Linked DNA regions of Capsicum annuum: region 2 is linked to region 1. A link is a contact called in public Hi-C data. All regions are on one chromosome and are shown on one strand. The core of a region is the stretch at or near the end of the contact, and the rest is flanking DNA. Distances in the headings are between cores, read along the strand shown. Region 1 holds the start of LOC107863814 (beta-carotene isomerase D27, chloroplastic). Region 2 has its middle 10 kb from the start of LOC107866328.

Region 1 (5,141 bases), core at 1,833-4,332:
ATCATCAAAATTGCCTACAAATGCATTCGTCACAACTACAATAGTTATTAGACAAGTAGACAAAATATTTTAGAATTTTATTGAGATAAATATTCAAAGAATTTCAAGTAAAGATTTATCTTATCAACTACTTAACACATTGTTATAAAAAATAAATATTAAACTACTATTTTTATTGTAGAAATATTTCTTGTATGATTCAATGACCACTTTGTAATAAGAAATAATTTTTTTAGAAGAACCAAGCTTAGACTTAATGGTCCACTAAATTATACTAGAATAACAAAAAAATATCAGAGTTTATAGAGCCAAAAATGTGACAAGATTTTCTTCTCTAGAATAGCGAAGAATATCAGTAATGAGGGGAAAATGAAGAAAAGACAGAGCATCTAAGAAGGGTAACTTTCTACAACAGCGGAGCTATCAATTAGATTGTTGTTAAGGATAAAATGGTACATAACATTTATCAATTTAATTGTTTATTTTTATTTTAAATATTTTTATTTTTGAAGAGTAATAATTTTATCATATACAGAAAAAAATTAGGTAAGAAGGTAACACAACATGAGTTATTCATGGAGAACCGTGTAAAAAAAGAAAAAGAACCCGATAGATGAAAATGTGTGGGTTGAGTCACGTGCAAAAGCAACTCATGTAAGAACTACATTCGTACTTATGATTTTTTTCAACTAAAGTTGTATTATTTAAAAACTATGAATAATTTAGTATCTTTTTATTGTTAATTTTTTTTTTTACTTTACTTTAAATATTGCACAAATATATGCTGAACATTAATGAATTATGTAGTACTCAGCCTCCTGAAAGTCAGGATAACTCAATATCTCAAGATGTAGAGGAATATTGCCAACAGTGTGGGTTCTTCGATTAGAGGTGTAGTCTACGGCTATCCAAGAAAATGCTTTATAGCGAATATTAGATCTTTCACACAGTGGATCCTTATATACCACACCAGTTAATAGAGAAATTGTTATTTTGTTACAAAATACAGTTTCTCAGCTCATTAAGAACTTGTTGAACAGGTTGAAAGGGCAAGAAAGAAAGAGGAGGAAACTGTTGCAAATAAAAATTATGCGGAGTCGATTAATAGTTTTCTTCATTCTCCACGAATTCTTTCCCTGTGTCCCGGTGATGCACCTCAGGTTGCATGAGGCCTAGGCCCACTTGAGAATTATACTACAAAGGAGAGGAAGAGGAAGAGAATGAGAATGAGGAAGATGAGGGTGAGTTGTAGCTAGCTCTTTAATATGTTTTGATGGTTTGTAGTTTATTTTTAATTTGTAAACTTTGATGTTTGAATTTTGATTTTTCAATGTTTTGATTGTGTTGTTCAAATGGTTTATATCTGAATTGATTGATTGTAATATTTATATATAGCAAGTTTATTCCTCATAATATAAAGAAAAAAGAATATTTTACCTGAATAGCGCTGCCTCAAACACCACTAGCCAATGATCTGACTTTTTGAATGAAACAAAATCAGCAGAAATTCATAAAACTTAGGTCGAGGAAGAAGCTAGTCGTCCGAATGATAACAACAAAAGAATAGAATGAACCGAGACTATCATGTCTTATCGAATAAAGCACAACTTATCAATATGAAAAGGTGTTAATGTCTTTACAGAAAGGTAACAATCTATTCAATAATGTGAACAGGTGTTGCAAATTACATTATTTCTCCTGATTAAAAAAAAAAAACTCTTCATTTTTTATTTTCACCATCCTAAAATCAATAAAAAGTTTTAAAAAAATTACATCACAATCTTAATTATCTTATGATATCTGTATAATATTTCATGTTTTTTTTATTTAATTGCATTCATTTCATATTTTAAATAATGTATTTGAGATAGTGATGTATGTGAAGACAATATGTATCCGAAAAAAATTAAGTAATGTATTTGAGGCAGTATGTATCATGAATTATATATGATTATGATACATAACATCGAATTTACTAATGCAATATATCGGGATCAATACAATGTATTTGAGATTTCACTAATCTATTCGACATTTATAATTTTTTAAAATTTTTAATAATATTTAAAAAATTAAAATAGAGAATAATTAGCTTGAAAATGGAGTTTATGGTGTTTATACTAAAAATCACTACTAGAATGAATATTTCAAGTTGGGCTGAAATTAAGCCATGTAATATTTTTTGTTGATCACTGCTGGTCGACGCAAGATTGGTGGATGCCATTGTAAGATGTCTTCCACTCAAAAGAAAAAATAAGAAAGAATGAATAGAAGAAGAGAGCACTCTCTCGAAGCAAAGATTGCAAAGGGCATCTTCTTGCCAACTTGTTTTATCTTTTTCTTTTCCAAAGAAAATATAAGTTAAGAATTAATTAAATTTGATGCATCAAACTTGATTAATTTATTTATAATAAACTAAAATTCTTATGAGAAGTATCAAAGTAATTATTTATTTGATGAAAAGGATGATTAATTATATATATATATATCGATGCATCAAACTTGATTAATTTACTTATAATAAACTAAAATTCTTATGAGAAGTATCAAAGTAATTATTTATTTGATGAAAAGGACGATTAATTATATATATATATATATTAAGTTCATGGTATTACAATTTTTTTTTATTACGCCATCATTATTTTTAGTTGCATGATGTAACCTATCTTATATTATTATTGGTACGGGCAGTATTCCTGACTCACTTGAGGCATCAAGATCTGGACTCAGCCTGATATACTCTTACATTCTCTTTTGTTTGTATGTACACTTCTTCCCCATAATTATTACTTCCTCCGTTTCAAAAGAATAATCTACTTTGACTTAGCACAAAGTTTAAGAAAATAAAATAAATTTTTGAATCTTGTGACCTTATATTAAAGTTGTGTAAAATATACCAAAATATCTTTTAATCTTGTGATCCTAAACATGTCATGTGGAAAGTTGAAATTAAAGTATTGTTCAAAAAAGAAAGAGATCATTCTTTTTTAAACGGATTAAAAAGAAAAATAGGTCATTCTTTTTTAAATAGAGGATGTAATATACAATATAAATACATCTTTCCACAACTAGTATAGAGTCTATATATAAATAAATTAGTCCACTTTCTCTCCTCTCTCTCTCTCAATATGGAGGCAAATCTTGTTCTATACTATAGGGGCTTTTCAACAGGAGTATCCATGAGAAACACAAAGATCATGAATAGTTATAATAAATTACCATATTGTTATCCAGCATCATCCTCCATATGTTGTGTGTTAACAAAGCCACCTCCAACTAATCACAATCATCATAGTAATTTTCATGTTTATAAAGATAATTGGTTCGATCATCTAGCCATTAACCATCTCTCTCAAAGTATACAAGCTACCACAGGTATTATTTCTCTTCCTGATAACACTTACAGGTCTTTTATTTATTAATTTGTTTATTTACTTATTAATTTTAAGCACTTAATTTTAGGATTAAGAAACAAGAAGAGTGGCTATGAAAGCTTTGTGGAGGCTGCAAGAGTGGTGTATGTGAACTATAACTCCACACATGATCAAGTAAATCTTGTTATTGAATCTCTTCAAAGGGCATTCCCTAAGCCTATTCTTTCTCTGGCAAGTTCAACTTCATATCTTCTTTTTTTTAAATGAAAATCTTTTTTTCATAGCATAATCAAGGTTTTTGATCATCTGCTATAACATGTTAAAAAAATTAAATTGATAGTGCATTATAATGTCAGTATATAAAAGGGTTTTTTTTGTATAAAAACTGTGTTTACTTCGTTGTCTTTTTCTTCTTTTTAACGTGTTTTAAATCACAGTCTTTTATGAATATAATTACTGCGGACCGTTGGGGAGCCACATCCAAGGAAGAGGGCTCAAGTTGAATCCCCCTGATAAAGAAATGAATTAGGTTAAAAACTCCAAAATTATTAACGTTTTACGATTTTCATTTGAAATACTCCCTAGAGAAATATAACATTCTACATGAAAATCACACCACAAAAATTCCTCCAAAGAGTTTCATGTGACAGTACACATGAAAAAAAACTGAGTAGGTTAATACCAACACTAAACTATCAGTGTTTTGCTAGTGTTACAGAAATTAGTGGGTGTTCACATAACCTTCCTAAACTACCATGAACTCATTGTGCCAATTGGATTCATTTTAATGATTTTTCTCATCTCCCATGTGTCTATCAACAGATTATACGAAATATTTTTCCATATATTTAACAGAGGAATTTTTAATTTAAGGGAGTTAAAGTCCAAATAATAATAGGAAAAATCAATAATTTAAATGTGAAACGCACAAAAATATGATAAACTTAGGGGTGGAGGGAGACGGGGGCTGTTTACTTATTCATTCTTAAAAAAATCGTACTTCACAAATAAAATATAATGGAGTAACTTTTTTCCCACATATATTTGCACTTCTGAGTCCTCATAATAGTAACACTAATTTAGAAATTGTCGTAACTCATAAGTTCGAACACATTAAATTCCTATATTATAATGTGCTCTACAAGGCGGACAATAACATGCACGTTATTATTTATAGGAACTTTGGTTTCAAATTTGAGTTTCATATCTTTGGTTTTGTCATTCTTTCTTGTTATTAACTTCTACTATTACTCAATTGCATTTCCAACTGGAAAACCTTTTTTCCATATTATTAAAAGCTGCTTAATGACGTCTATATTTAAAAGATAAAACATACCATTTTTATGAAGATCGATAAAGACAGAAAGAGCATATAATAACTTGTTTTCTATCCAACAATTCAGCAATTATTACTGCCTGTATGTACAATCTTGGTATTGATGACTGGGATGACATGTTGGTGATGCTTAAAAATAATCGACCAATAAAATGTGAAAGGAAAGAGCAATTTGTAGGTTTGAATGATCGTTGATAGAGAAATTATTTTGTAGCGAATTTAACTTCTAAATATATACATGCACACACACTAGGACTGGATTTTAACACATAAGCTATTGTTTTCCTAATTGAATGAAGAACTGAAGAATTAATAAAGAAACAAAAATCTTTGAAACATCTGGTCGTAACTCATAAATATGTCATATTATTGTATGGTGAGCATTGGAAACATATTCTTGTAAATATATTATAATGTTTATGTGTCTA
Region 2 (5,141 bases), core at 1,457-3,956, 140 kb after region 1:
TTTCGTATAGAGAGAACAATAGATGCCAAAAGAGAAGTTCTTGTCTTTTTTGTTTATAGAGTAACAAAAAAGGAAAAACTGTTTTCTTTTTCTTTTTTCTCTGAGAGTGTAGGAGAGGATGAAAAAATTATGTGCAATAACAGAAAGGGTTACCCCTGTTTAGTAAATTAATTATCGGATGATAAAAAATAAATGGTAGTAAATTAATTATCGGGTGATAAAAAATAAATGGAAGACAGAATATTCAGTCAACTAGTTTAAGAAGTTATTTTCCTTAATAGAGAGACTAATCCAATTGAGTACAAGAATAGAATTTTCAATTCCCATAAATAAGCAAGTAACATATTTAATTAAGGAGAAATAATGTCAATCAAATCATAATACACCACAATTAGATTAAATTAAGGAAAGCCAATATCAACCAAATCACAAAGTTAAAATAAATTAAGAAAAATCAATATCAAACAATATATCATAATTAGCCAAGTAAAAGCAATTTGTCGAGACAATTAATAGGGGAATCACAAAACCATAAAATCGGCCAAAATATATGAAAGATAAAGTTGTCCCGTTGTTTCAATCAATTAGCCACATAATATTCAATTAAGAGGGAAAGTAAAAAGAAATTAAGATTTTCAACATAAAAACTAAGTGTTAAATTTGTCACTGTTATATGAATCGGATTCTATCATTATTAACTAAACCAAAAATACAATCCACAAGTAAGAACAATAACTTCAAAAATTGAATAAAAATCAGCAACCTATTAAAATTTAAAGTCAAAATCAAGCATCACGAAATTTGAAAATTTGCACGCATGATAGCACAGATGATTAGGTGTACATGAATCAAAAGGAATTTTGACAAAATTATCGACCAAACTTTATCAATTTCAAATCACAAAATTTATAAAAATTAAGAAAAATATAAAAGAGGTTTTGAGACTTAGACTTAAAATAAAACATGGAATTAAACCGAACATGGGTTCACAAGAACCCATCATTTTTTCGAAGAGACTTGATCAGAGCAAGTGGCGGTAAGGCGGCAGTGGTGGTTTGGGCTTCCATCGATGGGGAAGATCACTGGTGTACACTTGTCAGCAGTGACATTGTATTGGTTCATCGTTGTAGTTGTTTGGTCTAAGAAGAGCCGGAAAATGGAGGAGGGACGGCGGAGCGACGGTTGGATATTGATGGCGCCTCGCTGGTCATCACTTCTGGCGAGACAACGGCCACAGGTGATGGCAACCATGGTTTTGTCAGAGCTAGGAGGTTGTTTCACCGACTGGAGCGGCGGCTATTGTTGGTGTTGAAGGCGGCGACTGCGGGGAGCAGTGAAGATGGGAAGAGAGAAGTATCGATCGTCCACTGGTCAACCCAATGACAACAAATCAATGATACTGGCGCAGAAACGGTGGCGTTTCGCCGGTCATGGTTGCCCATCGCCGGGGGTAAGAGAGAGAAGTAGAGAGAGAGCAAGTGAGATGCGGTTGATTTTTAAAAATGGATTAGGGTTAGAGTATTATTTTAGGTTAAAAAGGAAAGGAGGAAAAACGTTGATCTCAATCATTGCATTAGTTTTGATCAATGATTAAGATTTAACATTATGAATGATTTAAAATTATGTAAAATTGGATTGAAAATTTTAAAATTTGACTCAATAGGACACAATTCAGACTAAATTTGTCATAAATTAGATAAAATTGAGCTAAAAATTAAATTAAAAAAATTAAATTAAGTTATTGTTTAATAAATATGTATAATAATAAAAATCCTTATATCCAAATTAGTTATGAATAAACCATATAAATAAAATTAGTTGCTTTAAAATAGTGACAATAATAATTTGAAGTAAAATTAGGCACTTGTAAATCATAAAATACGAATTTTAAGAAATACTATAATATTAACAACAGTCATGACGATGATGATGAAGATGATGATGATGATGATAATAATAATACGGGTGTAAACATTAAATAATTTAATAAATATAAACATATTTTGTTAAAAAAATATTTAAATTAATAAATTGTATATAATATAAAAACGATAATACAACAGTAATAAAAAAATAATTTGTATATTTTTAAATCACGAATGTGACATGTCAATATTTATTTGATACCAAAATAATGCGTAGAAAATATTAATAGTTAAAATAAATAATTGATATCTATATCTATCTATAATCTATAATATATTAAAAGTGTGAAGACCCTTAAAAAGTGATTTGAATTTCTTGCCCTTCGTTAAAAATCTCTCTTTTAGATAAAATCATCTTTTCACTATCCTACAATTATTAATTAATTATTATATTTATAATATTTAAAATTAAGGAGTCCTAAAATATATAGGAAGAGGTATTAGGTGAATTAATAATTAAGGAATCATAAAATATACGAAAAAGGTTCAAATATACCCCTCGAACTTTAATAAATGATACAAATATACCCTCCGTTATACTTTGGGTACAAATGTACCCTTGTTGTTAATAAAAAGGTACAAATATACCCTTATCACTAAAGGATATACACATGTCACCATCTTATTCGTTTGTCCTTTTAATTTATTTTATCCCTAAATAATTAAACCCATCTAAAATTATAATTCATATCCGGTTTTAATAAATCCGACCTGACCCAATCTATAGAGAATTCAAGAGACAACAGAACGCGTTCTTTCTTCCTTCGGCAAATATTACCTACCCCTGAAATTTGCCAATTCTATGACATAATGAAGTACAAAGCATCTAGCTGGAATCCCATGAACTTAATAAATCAAAGATTCAAGCTTAACTAAAACATCCTAATTGCACATTAGTACAACAAACTACAAAACACTTTATAAAATTTCAATGCTTATAGTAGCTAGAAGGCAACAAGTGATTGCATTTGATTTCTTCCTAGGGAGTCTCTGATAAAAGCCAAAGTCTTGCCACAAACAATTTCCAAAAATGGACTAGCATCAAAAAGTGGCAACTCACAATCTTCTGGCTTCTATCTTCAGTGTATGAAATCACTATCAGGCCTTCCATACTTCATGCAATTCTACCGATCATCGATCAAACAGTTTGTCTCATTTGTATAATATGATCCCTTTGGATATGATACCCATTTCCCCATAACGAAGTTACATTTTTGTTGTTTTATCGATGCATTTTTCTGAATTGTTAGTGCTAGTAATTCTCGAAGACAGCATTTGGTTAACGGTCTTACACTCTGGCTGATCAATAGGAAGTGATCCATTGAGAATTGATTCAAGATTTTGCAAAAAAAAAAAAAAAAAAACAGTGATAGTATCAAATGAAGAAAAACTAATCTTGAGAAAGAGAAATAATGTCGTGATTAGTAGAACAACAATTCTAAAACTATTAAAGAGCTCTTCCGGATCAGCCTTCATCTGCAAGTGAATAGAGACACGTCTGTTGTCTATTGAATTCTCTATAGATTGGGTCGGGTCAGATTTATGAGAATCGGGTATGGATTATAATTTAGGGTGGGTTTAGTTATTTGGGGGTAAAATAAATTAAAAAGGACAAATAAATAAGATGGTGACATGTGTATAGTCGTTACTGATAAGGGTATATTTATACCTTTTCATTAACGGCAAGGGTATATTTGTACCCAAAGTATACCGAATGGTATATTTGTATCATTTATTAAAGTTTGGAGGTATATTTATACCTTTTCCGTAAAATATATGGTAAAAGCTATTAGAAAAATTTGTAATTAAAATATCCTAAAATATATGATACAAATAATTTTTATATATTAAATTCTTCTTTATTTGAATCATGTAATTCTTTATTTGAATTAGGTTAAAAAGATATTTAATATTTAAATATTTTGAAGTTATTGAATCTTTGATTCATTCAATCCATATAAATTGTAAAATATGTTCATGTTTATAGTGTCACGTCTGTAGTTAATATTTTTGACCAAAAACATTTTAATTGTTGAATTCGTCCCCATTGAAACTACAAAAAGTTCTAATACTTAATATTTTTAAATTTAATAGTCTAAATCATAATATATAACACTTCTAAATCAATTAAAATTTACTTCATATACAAAAATAACTTTTATGATTCTATTTAAATAATATTTTGGATTACAATTGACTAGAAACACACCATTCTTCTATTTCTACTTCTATTTTCTTTTTTTTCTTATTTTGCTTTTGAAGTCCTCTTCTTATAATCATCATCATCCTTTGTGTATTTTTTTCTTTCTTTTTATCAATAGTTTTAACGATTACATATGAATTATAAATAATCAACAATTGATATAATTTCTTGTGTTTCTCTTTCAGTTGAAAATTTTGATCGAAGAAACGGACGAACCAAATATGTTATCGCTGAATGAAATAGCGAAAAATCTAAGATTTATCGCTTTTTTCGTTCTTTGTGTAATTATAATTTTGCTTTGATTATGTTATTTAATTATATTGTAATATATTATTTGTTACTATTATAGTTGACTCTTTAGTTAAACTCTTTTGTTGAATTAAAAAATATAAGGTTATAATTAAGTGTTAAATCTGAATGTACAGATTAACGTCAAAATAACTTTACCTTATATTTTGTTGCTATGTGTTTGTTTGTTGTAATTAAGTTCATTATTTTTGCATTTTTGTTAACAACATTATACCTTAATGTTTCAAACATCATGAGGTTCTTTGAATGAAAGTCCAAAAATATATAAATATTCAGTGAGATGTTTCAAACATGTCATATGCAAATTTTCGTTGAGGTTTTTAAATTTTTTCATTCTTTGCCTCCTTAGACTTGGGTTGGTAAAAATTTAATTGTAAAAGGTGTTACTTTTTAGATTGATGCTTTGTTACTTTTGTTTGCTCAGTTGAGTTTTTTATATTTTGTTTGTTTTTGTCTTGTCATACTCTTAACTAAACGAATAAAAATTTCTTTATATTTGATTTTATTTTTTTCTTATGATTTTAAGGTGTTGTTGACCATAATTAAATGTATTGTGATGTTAGTTAGTGTAAAAACATTGCTATTGTAATGCTGAGTTAGTGTCAACATGTTAAATATTCCACATCGGAAAAAGGATGAGTAATTGATCTCCTTATATGGACTTGGGAAATCCTCCCCTCATGAGCTAGCTTTTGAGGTTGAGT

The links. A called contact is a pair of places that touch in the nucleus more often than the background predicts.
Region 2: a Hi-C map of leaf shows a contact between it and region 1, with 1.5 times the contacts expected there. The contact joins the enhancer-like site here to the promoter of LOC107863814 in region 1. A contact is called at or near these places in 2 of 5 Hi-C or Micro-C datasets (leaf and placenta).

Annotation. Positions count from the first base shown.
Region 1 is chr3:57,260,049-57,265,189 of UCD10Xv1.1, forward strand. It overlaps LOC107863814 (beta-carotene isomerase D27, chloroplastic), which reads left to right and starts at 3,083. Exons shown (of 7, transcript XM_016709967.2): 1 at 3,083-3,378; 2 at 3,466-3,551. The coding sequence starts at 3,132.
Region 2 is chr3:57,401,150-57,406,290 of UCD10Xv1.1, forward strand. No RefSeq gene overlaps it. Among protein-coding and RNA genes, the nearest start is that of LOC107866328, 10 kb to the right of the region's middle. Within about 2 kb of position 2,707, at least 5 of the 5 cell types and tissues checked have an H3K27ac peak or open chromatin away from gene starts, as enhancers often do. A contact at or near this core is called in leaf, where this site is marked.